3 separate regions of the Mus musculus genome follow, and regions 2 and 3 are each linked to region 1. A link is a contact called in public targeted proximity ligation data. All regions are on one chromosome and are shown on one strand. The core of a region is the stretch at or near the end of the contact, and the rest is flanking DNA. Distances in the headings are between cores, read along the strand shown. Region 1 overlaps Pip5k1b (phosphatidylinositol-4-phosphate 5-kinase, type 1 beta). Region 2 has its middle 58 kb from the start of Tmem252. Region 3 holds the start of Tmem252 (transmembrane protein 252).

Region 1 (3,531 bases), core at 46-2,545:
AAGGGAATGGTATTTGGGGTTGGGGTTTTGTAATGGTTGTGGTTCTTGGTGGTGGTGGTGATGGTGGGTGGGTAAGTGGTTTGTTGATATCAGAAGGGTTCTTAAGTGCTCTATCTCTTGGTAAGAGCTATTAAACTCCTGAGCATTCGCAGGGATTCTTCGGGCTCTGGCCTCCCCCTGAAGCCAGTCCTGTGGCCAGATAGAGTCTAGCTACCTCTCCATGCCCGCCCACCCAGCTGTGCACTCTGGGCACTGTGCTCTAATTATGCACATCTTCTCTCCTGCTGATGCTAGCTCACCTCCAGATGTGCATGTGGGAAATGGACCAGTGAGCCTTCTGTCTATAATACTCCAAGAGTCTTTCCCCTCTCTTTGGTGCTCCGTTGCTTTAAGCAGTTTTCTCTGGCATTCTACTGTGGTATTTGGGATCTCATACTTAGCTATCAGTCAGGGTTCAGTTGCAAGAACTAAACATGGACTCCATCGGAAGCAGAAGGGAGGAGCTGGGTGTTTGCAGTGTGTGAGGGAAGGGAGGCCCAGAGGCATTGATCAGTCATGGTCACTCCACTGAGCCCACCCTCCTGCAGCTGGGTGGTGCTCAACCTCTCCCAGAGACAACTGAGAAAGCATTTCTGAGATCCCAGGACGCCCTTACAAGAAGCCAGCTAGCAAGCTCAGGCAGTTTCACTTTTCCTGACACTTCTCAGCTGATGAGGAGACCTGAGGACCCTCTGGGTGCCACCCTTTCTTCTTCATCCTCTTGCCTGTCTCCTGCCTGCTCTCCCCACAGGCGTTTCTGCTGTTAGCCTTCTTGTGTACAAAAAGCTGGAAGATCTACCACAGTTACCTTCTCCTTAGGGAAATCATGAGGATCAGAGACTCAGGGATGCTAAAAAACCCTGAAGAGAAATATAGCCCGAGGAGCCCTGGGAGTGAACACCCCTGAATGCTTAGCCCACCGAGCTCAGCCCTGCTTATTTAGCAGGGAAAGCTAATCGGCAAACTGTCCTTATCATGGTTGTCTTATTTCTTTAGTACAGTACATGGTATTTCTTGAAATCAGAATTGACATGATTGTAAGTGTCTCATCTGGCTTAACTAAGTTTTAAAACCAAATACAGACAGCCTGGGGAGAAAATGCATCAAACAAGGAACGGGAAAGTACATCAAATATTGACATTGCAATTTACAGCTGAGATTTTTCTGTTTCTCTGTGAGTCATATTTCTGTTCCAAGTGGCCTGCTTTCTCATTTAAACACGTTATCCTTATCTGTGCTCATATAAGCTATAAATACTTCAAGTATCTGCTGTCGTCCTCTGTGTCTTTAGAGCCCTTAACGTTGAGGCATTGAACGGCATCCAGAGAAGTCCACACCTAAATTATGTATTGCAGTAGGAAATGGCTGTCTCTAGAATTCTTTTTAGACTATCTTTCTTTGTGACTTTTAAAGTTCCACTGGTTTCTTTGAATCTGGTTTGTTAAGTATACTCTCAAAATTGACTAGGGAGCAAAGAGAAAAGTTATGATGCCTTAAAAGTATATTTTTAACTGCTGATTGAGAGTATGTTCTCTCTCTCTCTGTTTCTTTCTGTTTCTGTCTCTCTCTCTGTCTCTCTCTCTGTCTCTGTCTCTCTCTCTCTCTCTCTCTGTTGGGTGGAAGGTATGTACATATGTATGTACACATCTGTCTTTCGAAAAGTCAGGAATCTGCCTGCCTTTGTCTCCCTGGTGCTAGAAATCTGAACTTGGGTCCTTGTGCTGCTTGCTTGGCAAGCACTTTACCAACTGGGCAGCCTCCCCAGCTCCAGAAGTCCATACTTAAAGGCTCTACTATAAGATCTTAGGTTAGAGCGTATGGCTCACAGGAATACAAAGACACTCCATCAGCAACCTGCCTCACAAACAAATCATAGGTTATAAATCTGAATTCCTGGTACTTGAATTTTTCTTACCTACTGAGAAATCTGTTCTTCGAAAGGAGATATGAACTGAGTGCCAACAACTAGAGGGGCAAATAGGTTTTATCTCCAAACTAAGAGCAATTCAACTTAGTGCTGTGAAATAAGTTATATACATGACTATTCATTCTTTCCATGATTCCCTGCACAGTTGGGAGCAAAGCTGGGGCTCTGTTTATGCATACAGGTTGAAAGCTCACTTCACCCCCAATGTATCTGTGCTCCCCCATCCCAGAAGCCCTTACCAGCATCACTGTGGTAGCTAGTCTCATGTATTTGTCCGTGTTTTCCTGGTGGCTCTCTCTAACATCTAGCCCACTATTAAAATGTGGAGTTTTATGAGAAGAGCAGATACCATAGGAGAAGCAACTGGCCATGCTGGGAGCCAGCTGGCAAAACCTTTCTAACTGATGAGTCCAGCAGCTAGATCTCAGGCTGCTGATTCGGAAGGTCTGACAGCAGTCCTGAGCCCTCTTCTTCCCCCATGAGTATTGTCAACCTAGGAGCCAATGAGCTGATTCCTGCAGCTATGAGTCTCTTCTCCCAAACTGGTCAGATTAAAGCCATGGCAGGAGAGCCCTCCATGCTAAAGTAGGTGAGAGACCCCTTGTCTTAGTTAGGGTTTCCGTTGCTGTGAAGAGACACCGTGACCAAGACAACTAAGAAAACATTTAATTAGGTCTGGCTTACAGTTTCAGAGGTTCAGTCCATTATCATTATGGCTGGAAGCATGGCAGTGTGCAGGCAGACCTGGTGCTGGAAGAGCTGAGAGTTCTACATCTTGATCCACAGGCAGCAGATGGAGACTGTGTACCAAACTGGGGATATCTTGAGTATATATGAGACCTCAGAGCCTGCCTCCATAATAACACACTTCCTCCATCAAGGCCAATATACTCCAACAAAGCCACACCTCCTAATAGTACCAATCCCTATGAGCCAAACATTCAAACACATGAGTCTACGAGGCCATACCCATTCAAACTACCATACCTTTCTTTAGAATAGTCTAAGAGATCAGGAAACAGCTATACAGAGTTCTGGTGTCATAGTAAGTCAGCTAGTAAGAGTCCAATTGGAGCACAGAGCTCCAGGGTCTAAGCCTCCTGTTCTTTCCCTGAGCCACCCTTGCATCAAGGACTACAAAGACTTGATCTTCTTGTGTGCTGTAGGCAGCATTGGTTGTCTACCTTTTCCCCTAACATCAGCTCTGGCCCTGGATTTGTGCTACCTTGCTTTGCTACATAATAACTAAAAAATCTGTAATGAACAAAGTGGCAGGCTTACTTTAGGGTCTGCCTATGCTGGTCTAGAGGTCATTGGCTACTTTTATTAAAAACATTGTTGTTCTGGACTGTTTTCTTTTTCTATTATGGTTTCAGTCGCATTTCAATTCATCAATAAGTATATAATAAAAATGCTCTTTAAGGTATGTCATATTAATTTGAGTTCATAAGGAAACTGACATGGCACTTCTTTTTTTTTTTTTTTGAGTCATTAAGAAATATATTCAAGGGACTGGTGAGATGGCTCAGTGGTTAAGAGCACCAGACTGCTCTTCCAAAGGTCCT
Region 2 (3,576 bases), core at 917-3,416, 270 kb before region 1:
CCAGAGAAGGTGGGTGAATCATCAAAGCATGAGAGCCTAGGCTGTTCGGGCAGCATAGCAAGATCTGTTTCACACACACACACACACACACACACACACACACACACACACTCACACACACACCCTGAAATTAACTTTAAGTATAGTGAGTAAAGCATTTCAGGCCTTCAGCAGAGCTTTCTCTATATAACGTCGTTTAGAAATCACAGAAATTTACGTTTGAAAGGCACTATGTTTATTACCTTCTGAGATACCTCCCTTTTGTAGCTATATTTTAAAAATAAACAATAAAACAGTAGGGCATGCACAGGAAGTATGTGCATAGGATTTCTTTATGTGCACCTAGACAGTATCAAAAGGAAAATGTCAAGGGTATTCATTCCTACACACTGGAACTAAGGGGCTGACTAAGGAAGTGTCTGCTTCCCACCTTACATATTTTGTTAATGTTTGAATATTTTTTTAGAAAATACTACAGGCTATTTTTTCAATGTTCAAAACATTTCTCTCACCAGACACGGTAGCCCACACCTTCAATTCCAGGTGCCCAAGTTAAGAACTGCCATTAGAGGTGTAGTGGTTTGGTCTGGGGCTGCTACACATTCAAATGCTAAATTCTGTACCCTAAGATCTGGTTTCCCCAACAAGGAGACCCTCATGGACACCACGTGATGCTATGTAAATCTCGTTCCCCAATTTGAAAGTATTGGTTAAATAAAACTGGTAACAGCCAATTACTGGAGGGAGTGTGGTATAGAGAGAGGTGAAGTTTCATGAGAGGAGATAAACCACAAGCATGTGGCCAGGTAACTCAAAACCTCTTATCTCTTACCCAACCATAGGCTTTAGCCTTTTATTGACCACTTAACTTGGGAAGCAAGGTTACATAGCATCACTCAGTGTAGATGGGAATCTCCTTGTCCCTGAGGATCTCTTTCTTGGGGACAACCAGATCTTGGGGTACAGAATTTAGCATCTGAATGTATAGCAGCCCCAGACCAAACCCACTACTTAGAGGCACTCCTGTCTTCTGGCCGTGTCACAGTGCACAGCCTCCTATGAACACGCCAGCTGCTCCTGTTGTTAGAGGCAGGAGCCACATAGATATTCCTGTGTGCTCAGAATTCTGAGGCAGGTCAATCTCTGAGTTTGAGATCAGCTTGGTCTTCATAGGGAGTTCCACGCTAGTCAGAACTAGATAGTAAGACTCTGCCTCAATTTTTTTTTTCCTTTGCCCTAAATGATTGAACAAAAGAGAGAAGTCACATACACGGGTAACATGTGAGGGCCTGCACCCTGGACAGCCTAGGGTACGTCCACTCCTTGTGCACAACAAGAAATCACTACCCCATGCCAGCCCTTCAGTTCCCCACACTTTCCTCCCTGCTAAATGTTTCTATTTCTTTCTTCTGTGTCTTAGTTGGCAGGAGGCCAAGGAGACATATATTAACAATAAAAAGGGAAGCCAGGGCTATCCAACCAATACATGATCCGAGGAGTGTCTAAACACTGAAGGCCTAGCTATTGTCTCCTTCTTAAGGTCAGATATTGCAATGTTATCTTTTCTAGTCTCTAAATCCCATCTTGATGAAATGTCAAAATAGGAAACAGGCTAGGCCTCTGACACCTGCTCCTGACACCCCGCCGCTCTCCACTGAAGCAGAGTGATGCCCCAGCTTAAAGAGAAGTCCAACCAAACGCAACAGTGGCACCCAGCCGAGTGTTCAGTGGTCACAAACCATGGGCACCTGTAGCGCCTGGCCCAGCATTTGAGGGTGCTCTACTGAAGGACTTCTTCAGGAACAGGCAAAAGCAGGCCAGCAGGCTATCCACTGGGCTCTTGTCAGAACTCAGGTGTGTTCTCACAACATTTGGCAAACCTGGCTGACTCATCAGTGATCAGCCAGGGCAAGGATGACAAGGGCGTCATGTGATGTCCCAACTGGGAAAAGCCTGTGTCATGCCTTGAAGATTCTAGTTCGCTATTTATAGTGAGGGTGACTGTGTCTGCTCACTCATTCACCACATCCTTTGTCCTTGTGTACTTATTAATAATGTCCCCTCTTAAATGTGCCCCCCCATTGGGATGACACAGAGCATCGTCATCCCTAGTAGTTCCATTTCTCATTGCTGTCCCAGAAGACCTTACAGAAGCAGTTGTTCTGTAAGGGAGGAGAGGTTGATTTTGACTGACAGTTTAAAGGGGGCGGGACAGTCAGTCGTGGCTGGATCTGTGGCAGTATCTTGTGGCTGGGCTTCTTTGTATCTTAGCAGATCAGGAAGCAGAAAGGGTGGGCCGGAAGCAGAGAGCTTGGGACAGAAGCACGGCTGGCCTTCAACCCTAAAGACCCATCATCCCTCCTGGTTATGTCAACCATCTCTGTCCTATGTCCCAAAGGTCCACAATTCCTGTACTGGCTGGTTTTGTGTGTCAACTTGGCACAAGCTGGAGTTACCACAGAGAAAGGAGCCTCTGTTGAGGAAATGCCTCCATGAGATCCAGCTGTAAGGCATTTTCTTAATTAGTGACCAAGAGGGGAGGGCTCATTGAGAGTGGTGCCATCCTTGGGCTGGTCGTCCTGGGTTCAATAAGAAGGCAAGCTGAGCAAGCCAGTGGAAGCAATCCAGTACACAGCATCCCTCCATTGCCTCCAAGTTCCTACCCTGTGTGAGGTCTAGTCCCGACTTCTTTTGGTGATGAACAGCAATGTGGAAGTATAAGCTGAATAAACCCTTTCCTCCCCAACTTGCTTCTTGGTCATGATGTTTTGTGCCAGAATAGAAACCCTGACTAAGACACCTCCTAAAATGGCAGTGGACTGAGGATTTTAAACACCTTAGAGCCTGTGATGGACTTTCAACCATTCAAATCATAACATTATAAATCCATTAGCACCATCTTCACACAGATGTGTTCTTTATATCCAAAAAGGAATTTACCCTAGCTTCAGCAAAATCTAAAGCACTTCCAACCATTTCAGAACCAAAAGATGAGGCAGCTGCTAAAGTAGATTTTTTTTTCTCTCTGAAATCACCTAGCCATCTTTAAGGCGATCCCTAACATCTCGCTGGGAAGCCTTGAATTCCATTCCTTGAGCTGATTCCAACTGTTCCGTGAGGTTAAGAGCATAGCCATAGCATATTTTCTCTTCTCCATCCTATCAGTCTGCTTCTCCTAAAACTCCCTCCCCACCTCTCTCACTCAGGAAACTTTATTCTCCAGTCACTAGGAGAACTGAGGCTAAGGGTAAGAGCTTTGCGGTGCATTGGCAATAATCAAAACTAGAGTGAAGTGATCAGAAACATCCACTCTGCCACTTACCAGACTTGGAAATATTTCTCTACTCTATGCCCCAGTTGATGGTACTATTGATGATAGTCTTTCCCAGGGAGGCTAACAGCAGGTTTAAATGAGTTGGGAGGTAGCATCTTTTTGATATTTAGGCAATAGAAAGGCAAATTGACCCTGATTCTGTGGCTCTTTGCTGGAGTAAACAGAGGAAAGCACATACACAAGAGAGACATGGGTGGATCTGCTTGGCAGAGTTGACCACTGAATGTGCCTTGGTTTTGGAA
Region 3 (3,688 bases), core at 340-2,839, 330 kb before region 1:
ACTGTCACTGGCGAGAGGACTCTTATTCAAAGTACACGGGATAATCAAAACCTTTTATGATCTTCTTACTCTTGCATGAAGAGCTCACAGGATTTACAGATGCTTACATCCTAGGCCTTAAGACACCCTATACCTTTAGAACAATGTTCTTGTGTTTGGACAAGAATTAGAAGTTCCATGCTAAGTTAACCAACCACAAGGTTACCTGAATCTTTCCCGCCCCCCCTGCCCTTTTGGTTAAAATATAAATAACATGTATTACTTGTGAGGGCATTAGTGGTATTAGTGGTCTTATATTGCTGCAAAACTATCCCTACAATCCCTAGATTGTAGTTTGTATCCCAAACTACAGCCCTATAATCATTAAATAATAATTCTTCATTTCTCCCCGCCCCCCCCCCCCACCACACACAACCCCCAGGCCTGGGACTACTGTTTTGCTTCCTGTCTGCAGTAGCTACTTAGTGTAAGCAGCTGTGATAGCTGCTAAGGATTGGTATAAATGGCTGTGGTGTAAGTGGCTCTGGTAGCTCATGGTGTAAGCAGAAATAGTACAGTGGCCGTCCTTTCTGTCTGGCAGGTGTCACTTGCCATAATGTTTTCAGTGTCTAAATATCTACGGCACATATCAATTAATGTGGTCTGTCTTAAGGCCAAGTAATAATGCCGTCTGTGTGTATCCGTGCTGCCGTTTGGTTTTGTATCATCGATGGGCATGTTATCATCTTGCCTTGAATATGTCCTTCATAAGAGGTGAGATCAGAACACTTAAAAGGTCAGTCATCTAGAACGTCCCTTAGTCACAGAAGTTGCTGGACTGACTTGACGTCTGGTCTGCTTGCTCATGTATTGTGGGTAGAACTTGGTCTGGGACTTTCTTTATAACCCAGTAACCAGGCTATCAGGACCATCTAATCATCACCTGCCTTTAACTAAAATTACCACCCCCACCCCCAAACATAGGAAGAATCTAGGGATTGTGCCCCTTAATTTGTTTATGTGACTTTTTACTGTGGGCATGAGGATCTTACCCTAAGACAATTTCCTCTTACGTCGTTGTTTTCCCCAAAGGCAGCCCCGCTCCCCACCACGCACAACAGCCCCAGAGCAAATTGCCCAATGGTGGAATTTTGAGCCTAGCTTCATAGCCTCCTGTAAGTGGATCCACTATGGGCCTGTGCTTCACTCCCCTTCCCACACCATGACTCCTCTCAACCCTTCTCATGCCCTCTGGCGCTCAGCTCAGCACGTACCTGTCTACAGTGGCCAGGGGCAGGTCCTGGAAAGCGAGGTGCTGTCTGAGCACGTGGTTGAACATCTCTTTGTTTTCATTTGCTTGGCGGTAGGTGCCCCAGAAAATTCCACTCAGAAGGATCACAAACCCCATGGGCAGAAGCACGTAGGCCACAACCAGATTCCTCTGGGAGTGGAAGATGGAGTTGGAGATGAAAAAGCCACCCAGGCAAATCATCAGGAAGCCGGTGAGGAGGGAGAGGGCGCACAGGATCAGCCCAGTCCTGTTCTGCATCCTTCTTCTTGGAGCCCCTCTGATCCTGCCACTCCTCTGCTTCCAGGCCTGCTGGGGGAAGAGCACTCACTAGCCAGGTCACAGCCTTATATACAGGAACAAATGGCCTTTGAACAATTAAATGAAGCAGGCACCGGGAAGCTATTCATTAACCACTGGAAGTTACTGTAACATCCTCCAGGGGGAACCTAGAAACATAACATTGTGTCCTCGGGGGGGGGGGGGGGGGGGGGGAAGGGGAGGTTGTGGGTAGCCAGTATGTTCCTGGTTGGTGGGTGGGACCTCAGCTGCTCCCAGGTATTGGAAGAGAGGTCGGAATCTTTTTGAGTATGAAGGCACTGGTCTCTCAGCCCTCGCTGTAGGGAACTCTGTACTGAAAGTTAAAGACGTTAGCATCTGTCTACAAACTCTTGCCTTCATTGTTTGGCAAAGACTCCTTTCCTGATTTCATTTTCTCTTTCCGTACTAAAAGTACATTTCGCCAAGGCTCTTAGCGCTCTGTCTTTGCCTACGTCAGTGACTCTACCCTTCATTGTCCCAATACTCTGATTCTGGGAAAATTCCATGGGAGCAGGCCAGGAAGTGATCTTTCTGTTGATAGAAGAGAATTCCAGAAGGAGAGGGAGCACACTGGAGAAGGACCGGGGCCGGGGGTGGTGGCACCTGGTGTAATAACTGCTGTTTGAATTCTGCTGCCAAATTTTCCCGTTGTTGGGGTGCAGATATTGCAACCCATCGTCCCCTCTGACTGACGGGTGCTAGTTAAGTATTTATTCTGTGTGACTTTAGTGCAGGCTACCATTCCTGGTTCATTATATATGTTTCACCCAAGTCTCTCCCTGCTCTCAAAAAAAAAAAAAAAAAAAAAAAAAATCCATAGGCATTTGACCTAAGGGCATTGTCCTCATAACGCTCTAGCATGATATAGCTATCATGTATACCAAGAGAGTACACATCATAAATTTCTCCTATTACACCCTACTCTTTGGCCCCCACACGGTCTCACAGGGCACAGTGACAGATGAAAGGCTGTAAGAAAATCTGAAACCTTCCCCCTAAAATATGTCTTAGGTAAAATGTATCTTAGCAGATGCTGCCAAACCATGTCCCTTGCCCTCTTTCCCTGCGTCTCTGCTCTGTGTCACATTGCCCTAGGAACGGTCTAGGAGCTACCTTCTGCACTCAGTCTGTGGTTATAAACTCCTCACTGCAGACCTGCCTCAGGCTGTACTTCCTACCTTTCTTTTATTTGGTGCCTTGGCACGTCCACACCACACCAAGAGACTTCTCTCCCCACTGGGGCTCCTGAGTCACTTCCTAGAGGCTTCCCACATTCCTCCATTGTCATCCCTGGTCGTTTGCTTTTCCAACAGGAAAATGTTTATTTGTGCAGAGTCACAGTATTTATACTTATATTCTTTAGCCTTGTTCCCGACGTTTCCTTAGCTCCACCTCTGAGTTAGGGCTAGGAGAGACAGGAAGACACTGCAGTTCAAAAAACAACTGCAGGCACCCCCCCCCATTCTGCCTACTGACCCCTACACGTATTAGCTTCAATTCCAACCTTGAACCACTGCCATCTTCTAGGCTCGGTATTATTTTTGTGGTCCAGCCTTTTGCTCCCTCAGTTTTCCCGTTCCTGGGATCGCCTCTGATGATTCCCATCTCCTATGTAATAATCCCCTCCATGTGGGGGTGAGCTGTACCTAGTGATATGACTCTAGACAGTAATGTATGGCATCTCCCTCCTTCTCCTCCTTCAGCACCAACAAAAGTCACGGTTTTCCAGTCAAGTGTCTTCCTCTCCAGCATCCCGGAGGTGGCTCCTGTCAGTCCAGAGCAGTGTCTGGTTGCGTTGGTGATAGTGGAAGTAATGGTCGTCCCTTGCTGAAAATTTCAGCAAAACGACTGTCAACGCTGTCCCCTTGAGCTTGGCCGACCCATGAGCACTGTTTTGAACATTATGTGCAGCCTGAGTTCCAGGCACTATCCTGCCTCCGGGTTCATGTTAGAACACCCTGGAAATCTACTTTTTCTTTCATACTCTGTAGCACAGTCAGGGCCTTAGGACGTGGCCCAGACCTCTACACCCAGGGTTCTGTTTCCAGGATTCACAGGCCAGTGTCTTGGAAACAGGTCTGTGGTAACTCAGAAGCAGCT

Evidence for each region.
Region 2: a targeted proximity ligation map of pancreatic cancer cells shows a contact between it and region 1. A contact is called at or near these places in 1 of 130 datasets of targeted methods (pancreatic cancer cells) and 1 of 9 other capture datasets (embryonic stem cells).
Region 3: a contact with region 1 is called in a targeted proximity ligation map of pancreatic cancer cells. A contact is called at or near these places in 3 of 39 promoter capture datasets (cranial neural crest, hematopoietic stem and progenitor cells and pre-B cells), 1 of 130 datasets of targeted methods (pancreatic cancer cells) and 2 of 9 other capture datasets (embryonic stem cells and macrophages).

What each region holds. Positions count from the first base shown.
Region 1 is chr19:24,340,740-24,344,270 of GRCm38.p6, reverse strand. The region is part of intron 13 of Pip5k1b (phosphatidylinositol-4-phosphate 5-kinase, type 1 beta); the gene reads left to right. Among named protein-coding and RNA genes, the nearest start is that of Fxn, 62 kb to the right of the region's middle.
Region 2 is chr19:24,614,436-24,618,011 of GRCm38.p6, reverse strand. No RefSeq gene overlaps it. Among named protein-coding and RNA genes, the nearest start is that of Tmem252, 58 kb to the left of the region's middle.
Region 3 is chr19:24,671,909-24,675,596 of GRCm38.p6, reverse strand. It overlaps Tmem252 (transmembrane protein 252), which reads right to left and starts at 1,589. Exons shown (of 2, transcript NM_183160.3): 1 at 1,254-1,589. The coding sequence starts at 1,528.